Regions from separate parts of the Cricetulus griseus genome. Here region 2 is linked to region 1. The links are chromatin contacts, called in public Hi-C maps. All regions are on one chromosome and are shown on one strand. The core of a region is the stretch at or near the end of the contact, and the rest is flanking DNA. Distances in the headings are between cores, read along the strand shown. Region 1 holds the start of Zeb2 (zinc finger E-box-binding homeobox 2). Region 2 holds the start of Gtdc1 (glycosyltransferase-like domain-containing protein 1).

Evidence for each region. A called contact is a pair of places that touch in the nucleus more often than the background predicts.
Region 2: a contact with region 1 is called in a Hi-C map of the CHO-K1 cell line, with 3 times the contacts expected there. The contact joins the promoter of Gtdc1 here to the promoter of Zeb2 in region 1. A contact is called at or near these places in 2 of 8 Hi-C or Micro-C datasets (the CHL-YN cell line and the CHO-K1 cell line).

The regions. Positions count from the first base shown.
Region 1 is chr6:128,957,246-128,962,219 of CriGri-PICRH-1.0, reverse strand. Zeb2 (zinc finger E-box-binding homeobox 2) reads right to left here and starts at 2,396. Exons shown (of 9, transcript XM_035446813.1): 1 at 2,381-2,396; 2 at 2,052-2,193. The coding sequence starts at 2,124.
Region 2 is chr6:129,131,939-129,136,912 of CriGri-PICRH-1.0, reverse strand. Gtdc1 (glycosyltransferase-like domain-containing protein 1) reads right to left here and starts at 2,544. Exons shown (of 11, transcript XM_035446166.1): 1 at 2,407-2,544.

The DNA of each region.
Region 1 (4,974 bases), core at 1,147-3,646:
CTCCTTTCTCTCAAAAATAACAGTTTAACATGGGGGGGGGGCTCATGATACAAAGCTTTTGTTATCCAGATGATCAGCAACGTGCTCCAGATACTTGTAAGGGGGGAAGCCCCACAACAGACATTGATTTTAGAAAATCAATAACTAACATTTAATAAAGGGAACAGAGGAAACACGAGAGAGGAGAGGGGAACATTGGATGTAATTTTAGTGTCTACTAAATTACCCAGAGATGGAGAAGGGGAGGTCTCCTGTGTAAGGACCACCTTAAATAATGCCAGGCAGCAATGAAGAAAAAATTAAATTAAAAGAGAGACACATGCACATACTTAAAAAGAGGCTGCCTGAACCGAATCTTGGGGACCATCTTGGAATATATTATTGTCCTTGTTTTTTTGTAATACTAAGCCAAGCAAACAGATCAAAGACAGCACAAAGAGGAAAGGCAGGGTAACATAACGAACAGTTTTTGACTAAAATTCTTCTATCACTCCCCCATATGGTTCTCCACCTCCACCACAACAAGCAAAGGACACACACACACACACACACACACACACACACACACACACACGGAGAGGTGAGAGAGGGAGATTATTTGTCTCTAACCAGAATCCTTTAGCCTTTGTGTTTTACTCCCACCAGCACCCCGAACTCCCACACTGCACCCCCCACCACCACCCCCGCCAACCCTCTGCACGCGGTGCAGCATTGAGGCAGGCTAGGGGAGCGCACAATTGTCCTCTCTAGAGGAAAGTTGTTCCAAGTGGGCCCAGGTAGTACCCGCCAGGGGCGGGCTGGGGGAGCGAGAACCCGGTCGTGTGCTATGACCCTTGTGCACAGCTCGGAGCGTCTACACCGCCCGCTCCCGGTGAGCCGGCTGAGAGCGAAAGGAGAGTGAAGTTTCCTTTCCGATTCTGGGCTGGCGCCGCTGGATCGCTTGTTTGTTTTGAGGGGATGCCCCCCCCCGTTTCTTTTCATTTTTTCTTTTAAAACTCAGTATCTTCCGTCAGCACCCACCCCCTGCACCCTCTGTCGTCCCCCAACTCTCTCCCCTCCCCCAAGCTCCTTCCGCGCACTTGCCAATCACTTTTCTCTTTTATTCCCACGATTTTGTTTGGGGGTAATACCTAGGGGGTCTCTCTCTCTCTCTCTCTCTCTCTCTCTCTCTCTCTCTCTCTCTCTCTCTCTCTCTCTCTCTCTCTCTCTCTCACACACACACACACACACACACTTCCAGTCTCACTCCAAAATGGACCTAAACTCTCACATACACACCCCTTTAATCTGCCACCTCTGGTCTGCGTGTCTCCTCGTACCCCCATCTCTTTCCTCCTTCCTGACTCAGCCCGGATAACGGGCTCCTCCGGGGATCCTTTTGGCGGTGGAGCAATTGCTGGGAAAAGTCTCCCTTCGCCCTACTCTCTGGCCCGGAGCGGGGCCTGAGCCTGCTGCATAGGAGCCGGGTCCCCAGTCCGCAGCTCCCGGCCCGTCCCTCCTACCCTTGAGTCCCCGCGTCCGGCCAGGGCCCGCTGCCCGCGGACCGTTACTTGGCGCACATAGAGGCGGCCCGGCGACTCCAGCAAGAAACTTTGAGGCTGGTGGAGGCGCAGTCTCCGGTCCCCTCCCTCGCCCTCGCCGCCTTTCTGCCACCCTCGCCCGCGCCCCTTAGTCCAGCGCTCCCGGGCGCCGGAGCCCCCGCCCTGTCCTCGCCGGCCGCTTCTGCCGCGGGGCCGGGGACCTGCGGGCCGGGGAACCGAGCAGGCGGAGGTGCCGGGGGTGCCGGGCCGCGGTGTGGAGCGCAGGTCCAGTCGGCAGCACTCGGAACAACCCCCCCGTCGCCCGGCGCTCACTTGGCCCCTCACTTGCTCAACTCCCCCCCCCCCGCCCCGGTGCAGCGGCCGCGCGTGGGGCTCCGGTGCTGGCCGCCGAGGGAGGTTCGCCCGCGAGCCCCAGGCGCCGGCGCCGGCTTCCTTCTCCCTCTCCCCCCCTTCCCCCTGGTCTCCGGCCGCGGAGTGGCCCGGAAAAGTTTGGTTCGGGCCTCTTCTTACCGTTTTTCCTCCTGGGATTGGCTTGTTTGCGCCTCTTGCACCGGGGGCCATCCGCCATGATCGGCTGCTTCATTGATAAGAGCGGATCAGATGGCAGTTCGCATGGACTCGGCGCCCTGCTTCGGCAGCACGCAGGCTCGATCTAGCAACCAAACACAGCGACAATGTGGGCATCGCCCGCGCCCATTGAAACGCGCGCGGGCCGCCCAGGGGAGCCGGGCCAGGGCCCGGGTGAGCACCCATCCGCGCCCCCAGCGCCAAAGTGAAACTTCGGCCCCCCTCCCCGCCCCCCACCCCAGCCTTGGCCCCGAGGCGCTTTGTGTTGTTACTGTTTGGTGTGTTGCACTCGCGAGGGGATCAGAGACAAGAATTACATCTTCAAAATGAGTCATAACTCCTGACCGTATGAGGGAATGCACACAGCGGTACAGTAAGACTGCTTGACTCAAGGCTAGGCGGACCCCTTCCTCCGAAAAGTCCTCAGCCGGGCTCGGGAACTTGGGGAGGGGGTCTTTCGCTCTCATCTTTTCTCATCCCTCCTCCGACCCCCCATTCCCAAGAGGGAAAAAAAGTAACAAACAACGCAAAACAGCCCTTGGATGAAGCACACTCGGGTAAATTGATAATAGTAATTACAGGAAGCCCACTCGCCCCGCGACCCCTCCCCTCCCCTTAGGAGTTATCGAGGCACTGTCTCTTTCCCCCTACACCCTCCGCCCCCAAATTAAGATTTCCCATTTTACCCGGTAAAAGAAATATAATTATAAGGCTCTCTGGACATTGTTCCTCCCCCAACCCCACCACTTGGACAATATTTACTTAAGTCGCCCCCCCTCACATGTTCCCCCACACTGATTTCCTTAAATTCTTTCAGTAGATTTTTTTTCTCTCTCTCTCAAGAAAGGAAAGAGAAAGTCCGTAGCCACTATGGCAACACTTTTAAGTTGTTCTAAATGATCGTATCCTTTTTGGCTTCGAAACTTTTGTACCTAAAAATCGAGGGAGGCGCTGCATTTTTTTTTTCCTCCCAGCTGAAACTGTCAAAACTTGGAGAAGGGGAACCTCGGAGGCAGGCCGGAGAAGAGGAGAACCCTGAAACTCCGCGGGGTGGGAAGATGCTGTGCTTCGAGGATTAGTTTAAACAGAGGGCTATAAAAGATGTAACAGATGCAAACTGTAACACAAGGGCCATTAACCCTTTCTCCGCCGCCCAGCACGCCCAGTTCCCTACACCCTGCACCTATTGTCTCCCGTGCTACAAGCTTTGCGGAAAACCTGGAAAGTGAGTATCAGTTTCCGCACATTTGCTGAGCGGGGTGAAGGGGGGCAGAGAGAAGGGGAAGTGGGTGTTGAAGAAAGCACTTTAAATATACCCAGGCATACAGTAGACTTTCAAGCTTGACACATTAAAAATCATTTCTTGTCTGTCTTATTAATTTGAAATTGTTGAGGGGGAAAACCCTGAAATAAAGAAATGGTCACACAAGCCTCTGGGATGAAACAGCTGTCTTGTCTGTATTTCTGCTGAGACTCACACACCATGGCATATCAAATATATATTTAATAAAGTAAGTTGCTAGTTTTATGAGCCAGTATGTGTGTGAGGGAAAGACATGACATTTATGCTGTAAACTTTATCTGTGGATGTTATTCCTAACTCTGGAGTAAGTAATCTTGCCCTCATCATTATAGGGGTAGCATGTAAAACATGTAAGTAGGTGGGAAATAAACACATTTCTGTTAGCCGGGCTCACCACTGCTGCTGTGAATCACGTACTCTCCTCTTTAACTTTTCAGTCCCAAAGTCTGGAATAATGTCAGTGTGTGTGTGTGTGTGTGTGTGTGTGTGTGTGTGTGTGTGTGTGTGTGTGAGAGAGAGAGAGAGAGAGAGAGAGAGAGAGGGGGGGGGGGAATCTATGTGTGTATTACTTGGTCATTTAAAATAAAATTTCAAAAGTTACCTTAATTTTAACCCTGATACCCTGACAGCAGTTTTCTTCCCAGCTGTAGTGACCCCCCCCCCACTTTGGTAAACGACTCAAGTTCCAAGAGGACTTTCACTTCTTTATTTATAATCACAGAAGTGAGGTGCTACTTCACACACACACACACACACACACACACACACACACACACACACACACACAATGAAATAAAGAAATGAAACTCGCTAAGCAGACAAAAACAGCCAAGTTTCTGCTTAGGAAACAGCCTTCTCCGGTGGGAAAGGTTAGGCTGCCATGTCTAGGAGAAAGACTTACTCCCGGAATTCAGTAGGTCTATCTCGAATAAGTTTTATAATTATTAACAGGTATTTGCAAAGTTTTAATTGCTGGGTGTAATGAATTGGACCTCGGTGTAAAAACAAAGCAGATGCTCTCCACTTGATGAGTTTTTACCCCAGCCATACAGTTCTCAACAAAACTTTTCCTAGGCTATGTAGCAAAAAGCACCTTTGGTTACCTGAATGGACAGGTACAGGGCAAATTATTGGGGGGGGGGAGGAAGGAGGGGGAAGAAAAGAGAGAGTAAGATAAAGCATAGAAGCCACTCTTGGGGAAAGCCTGCCACCAAGGAGCTAAAACCACCTGAAATTCCTGCCCACAGACACCCGGATCACTTCAGACTAACATCCCCAAAATGAGAAAATTAGAGAAGAAGGATGGGGGATAAGCACCCTCCCCCCCCCAAAAAAAAAGGATAAAAAGAGGGGAAAAAGAGGGGGGAGGGAAACCTACCTGCGAAGTCTTGTTTGTAGTTTTGGCCAGAAATGGTGAGAAGAAAAAGCATGAAGAAGCCGCGAAGTGTGGGGGAGAAAAAGGTGGAGGCGAAGAAACAGCTCCCGGAGCAAACTGTACAAAACCTCGCCAAGAGTGTCGGGAGGCAGGACCGTTATTCCTGCCGAGCAGGTTAGAACTGATCT
Region 2 (4,974 bases), core at 1,295-3,794, 170 kb before region 1:
GAGACAGAGTCCTTGATTCAAGAATATGAATGACAGAGACAGGAGAACTGGCACATGGGTTAAGAATACAAATTGCTCTAAAGAGGACCCAAGATCAGTTCCCAGCATTTACACAACTCCAGCTCCAGAAGATCTGACACCTCTGGCTTCTACAGACACCTGCACTCACATGCACAAGCACACATATAATTTTTAAAAATTAAAATAAAAAATACCTTTTTAAAGAATTTGACTAATAGAATCCTGGCATGGTAGGAAGTAGAAATGCAAGGATAAGGAGTTCAAGGCCAGCCTCAGATACACAGTAAATTCCCAACCCTAGGCTATATAAGACCCTGTCTCAAGAAAAAAGATCAATCTGAGTAATTATTAAACTGAAAAAAATATTAAATTCAAAGTTCTAAAGTAGAAAAATGTTTTAAATAACATGTGATTGTGGTTTGCTAACTACAAGTAATTTTCATCATTTGTACCGAATGTGTCAAAATTATAAATCATTCTCATATGAGCAAAAAGGGGATTTTTGAAAATTGTATAGTGACTCCTTGGCAATTCTTAAATTAACAAAAATCAAGAAGGAAGGGACCAGAGCTCAGCAGAGCACTTTACTTTGCTCAACAGGCTGAGGGTGTAGGGGATCGAGGTTTGGCCAAAACTATTATCAAGTTTGGCACATCAGGAGGGTTCATGTAGTTAAATACTTAATAAAGGCAGGTAGTTCCATTCAGTTCCTTGTAAATCTCGTGAAAACTTAAAATAGTGAAGTTGGATTATACTGCCACAAATGGAAAATCCTGTTGTTTTGTAATTATAAGGTAAAAATGTCAATATGATTTCAGAACAAGAGTGAAGAAAGCTTGGTGCGATAAAGTGTATTATTATTAGTTTCGGGTATGACCTACTAATGGTTTTCAAGTTTGTGGAAGTATCAAGATTCAAAATGTCTTCCTCCAACCCTAATATTAAACTGTGTCATTAAACACAGAACAAGGCCCTAAGGACAACAGTTCTCAGCTGAAGCTCAGAAGAATCTATTCCACATCAAGACCTGGAATGCACTAATTAACATTCAATATCACACTTGGTATGTGGGTTCCAACATGAAATTCATGTCATGGTTAAAGCTTAAGGTTATAAACAGGTTAACAGAACCCAATATTGAGTATACCGCCCTTCCCCTTGTCCCCTAGCCCCCTCGCCCCCTCCCCCAACAGTTCCTTTAGCTGACCATTATAATAAGCTTCAAAATCAACTTAAGGGTAGTACCAACTATGTCAGGCGAGCTGGGGCACAGGAGGGATGAGGGCTGCAATGCACCGCGTGTGGAAAAATCACCTTCAACTCACCTTTTCCATTTCCACACTGTGATACAGGTGGAAGAAAAAAAAAAAAAAAAAACATAACCCCTTCTCGCTGAGCTTCCCATCACAGGGCCTCTGAGGTATTAACTTAAGAATCCTTATCTCATGGCTTATCTAATGCTGCATAGTTCTGAGAAGACTATAAAAGTTGCACCGCGGAGTGGGTGGGAGTGGGGGTGCGGACTCTGCCTACCGAGAGACCAAGGGTTAAATTAATGTATTATTGCAACTTTGCTGTTGTTCGATGAGTTGTAAAGACTTATTCACTCCGAGAGCCCTTCCTCGCGAAAGAACGCTGGGACTGGCGGGACGTGACGATAACGTCAAGCCTAGGCGGGATCCTCGAGTTGGGGGGACGCGAGCCGTGGGGTGCCCGCGGCCCGAGGTTGGGGACCCCGGGATCCCGACCAGGAAAGCGCAGGCCAGGGAGGGCCAAACAGTACGAGACAGGGCGGCCTGGGGTCAGCAGGGCCTGGGCCAGTCCCAGCCTCTGCGCTCTCGAAGTATCGCTTGGGGCCACCCCACAGCCCCGCAGAGCAGGAAGGCGCGCGTGCGCCCGGGAAGCGCGGCCCCGGCTCCGCCCTCCTCACCCCCGCTCCTCGCGGCCGCCGCCCCACTGGGAACTAGGAGCCGCGCGGCCCCGCGAGGCGGGCGCCGGAGGGAGGGGCCGCGCTCCCCGCCTCCCGCGGCCAGCACAGCTCTCAGCCAAGGCGACTCACCTCCTCCTCCTCCTCCTCCTCGGCTCCCTCCAGGCCACCGGCAGCCCAGCTGGCGACGCGCTGACGCCGAGCCCCTCCCCCGCGGCCGCAGCGGCCTTGGGACGCGTCAGGCGCTCGCCCCACCCTCGCCCCGCCCACAGCCCTGAGGCTCCGCCCCCGGGTTGCCAGCTCCACGCGGAGTCCCTGACTCAGGGGCCGCCCGGTGCGAGCGAACTCTCCACCGCCGCGGCTCGCCACACCTGCTCTCCGCCCGCCGGCCCCTCGCACGCTTTCCAGTCACGCCAGCGCCCCCGCCGCCCTTTCAACTTTTCCATATCCTCTCACACCTCTTGTCGCCGCCTCCGCTCGCGCTGCGTCCTTCTTTTCCTACTGAGAGGTCTGTAGGCTCACCGGGCTGCCTTCTCGGGTTTTGAGCCCTCACCTGTAGTCCTTCCGGGTGGGCCGGAGCCTCAGGGACCCGCCAGAGCCAGTGCACACCCTCCTGCTTGTATTGGTCAGCGAACCCTGCTTTCCCTCCCTCGGGACTCTTGGAGGATCTCTGCTAGCCAATGCTGGCTTTTCCTCTACTTAAGTTTTATGCAGCCCTTTGATTGTTGGTACTACACATACTTAAGATGCAGCTTGATTATTAATATTAACATTCGTGGCCCCACTAGAAGTCAGAAAGAACACAAAAAAAATACTCTATAAAATGAGGAATATGTCTCCTTTACATTTCTATGATTAATGATGTCGTATTTGGGATCATGTTGTGAATTCAATAATTCAAGCAAAGGCAAAACATGCAATGGTAGGTATATGCTTTTATCTGGTAATGTCAGTTTTAAAACTAAACTTGGAACAGACTGTAGTGTCATTAAGCATGCTTAAAATAAAAGAAACTGATTAGGCCTTTGGAGTTGCATCCAAGAGTTGCTTTAAGTTATGTGAGTAAACATTATTATTCTTAAATTGAACAGTGAAAACCATCTTCTACTCTAAACAAAGCCTACACTCTATGTGGACCTCCAATGCTTAAAACCATTGTTGACTTGAACAACATTATTACAAGCATTTAAAAAATCTAATAAACCATCTGTCCATCTACTTTTACACAAATTGGAAAACAGAAAACAGTAAATGTTAAAAGCTGAAAATGAGAATTTCTAACTGCAAATGAATCCTGTAAATCCTATTCCACAGAATAAAATATTGAGAAAACCCCAAAGCCTAGGGGCTACCAATTCATCAATCTGGAAGAAGAATCATACAATTTTATAAATGAATCATCTAGTCCTTAAGACCACCTGAAGTCTAATTTTTTTTCATTTTGCTGATTAAGATCTGAAGTCCAGAGAGGGTAAGTTACCTAACCAATGTACCCAGCTCAATTGAAACAAAGTTCGGATTCATACTCAGACCTGTCTTGAATACTTGCCTGCATAGCATTTAGAACTACAAACATAAAGCTATTCAACATCAGAATTCTTTGACATCTCAGCTCTGCCTCAGTATACATGATCTGTGGATTTGAGCTTAGGTATTGATGTCAGAAGCCATTTCACTCCAATATGTTCAAGGATTTCTGTTATGTAACCTGCATCTCTCGGTCGGGGATCATCTGCATGATCTCAGTCACTTCTGGCCCTGGCTCTGGAACTCTGATCCAACTGAACACATTCATCCTCAGAGGTGCCAAAGGCTGTGCCTGATTAAAAGAGTTATGAAATCTCTATTGTCAAGAAAATTACAACATTATTGGTGAGGTAAAATATGAGGCATGAAATGATAATTCAACACTAATAATCAAGGACTCAACAGTAATTTCCAAATGTTAAGTGGGAAAATGGTGCACATAAATTAAGAAAAGACTTCTTAAAGGCCACAACAACATAAAGGAGATCTATCATTTAGAGCATTGTGTATAAGAGAGAAGTAAAGCAAAATGAAAGCTCTAAGAAGAAAACAGGCATGCCAAGAATAAGGGAAAGGTCAATCAGGGAAATCAGAAAATCAAGAGCAATCTAGGATTACCCAAATGCAGAATAGAACCATTGGTAGAGGACCTAGATTTCAACCTGACACAGAGTTTAGGAGGAAATCATTGTGGATGGACTGGCCAGGGAAGAAAGGAGGGTGGAGAAAGAGGTGAAAACAATCAGAAGGCCAAAACTTTGTTAGGTATATTGGACATCAATGCCACTTAGAAAGACTTGGGTTTGGTGAGTATACATAGGAAACAATGAAAAGTATGGAAGTCTCAGATGATGTTATGACTGTGGCAAGAGTCAGTAAAAGTCATATATGCCCCAGGTCCTTAATGCTCATAGGAACAGCTTGCAAACTGCTGGATAAGGAAGTAAGATATCTTGCCAAGGGAGATCCTCTACATCATATTCTTATTCCACAAAACTGTAGTTTGATATTCAAATAGAATTAGAAGATAAATAGAATTAGAAGATAAAGAGCTCTTAACCGAGGTCCTGATCATGAACCCTATCCTAATAAATTTTTTGTTTTGTTTGTTTTTTTTTTTTGTTGTTTTTTCAGACAGAAGAAGACAAAAGCTTTGGAGTCTATCCTGGCTCTGGAGACCAGGCTGGCCTCAAACTCACAGAGATCCGCCTGCCTCTGCCTCCCGAGTGATGGGATTAAAGGCGTGTGCCACCAACGCCCGGCTTTTTTTTTTTTTCTACTCTGATATTTTTATGGTCGACTTATTTTTATTTCTATTTCAGTCATATTGATGCAAATGTTCTTTATGGTGAAGTATTTAATAAGTGGTTATTAAATATACACAAAATGTTGCTAGGCAAGAAGAATATAGAAATGCCTCTACCTTTCAGTAGCTTATGATCTAGGTGGGGAAAAAGAGGTCAATACACCTAACATAGGAAATATAATATGTGGACAGG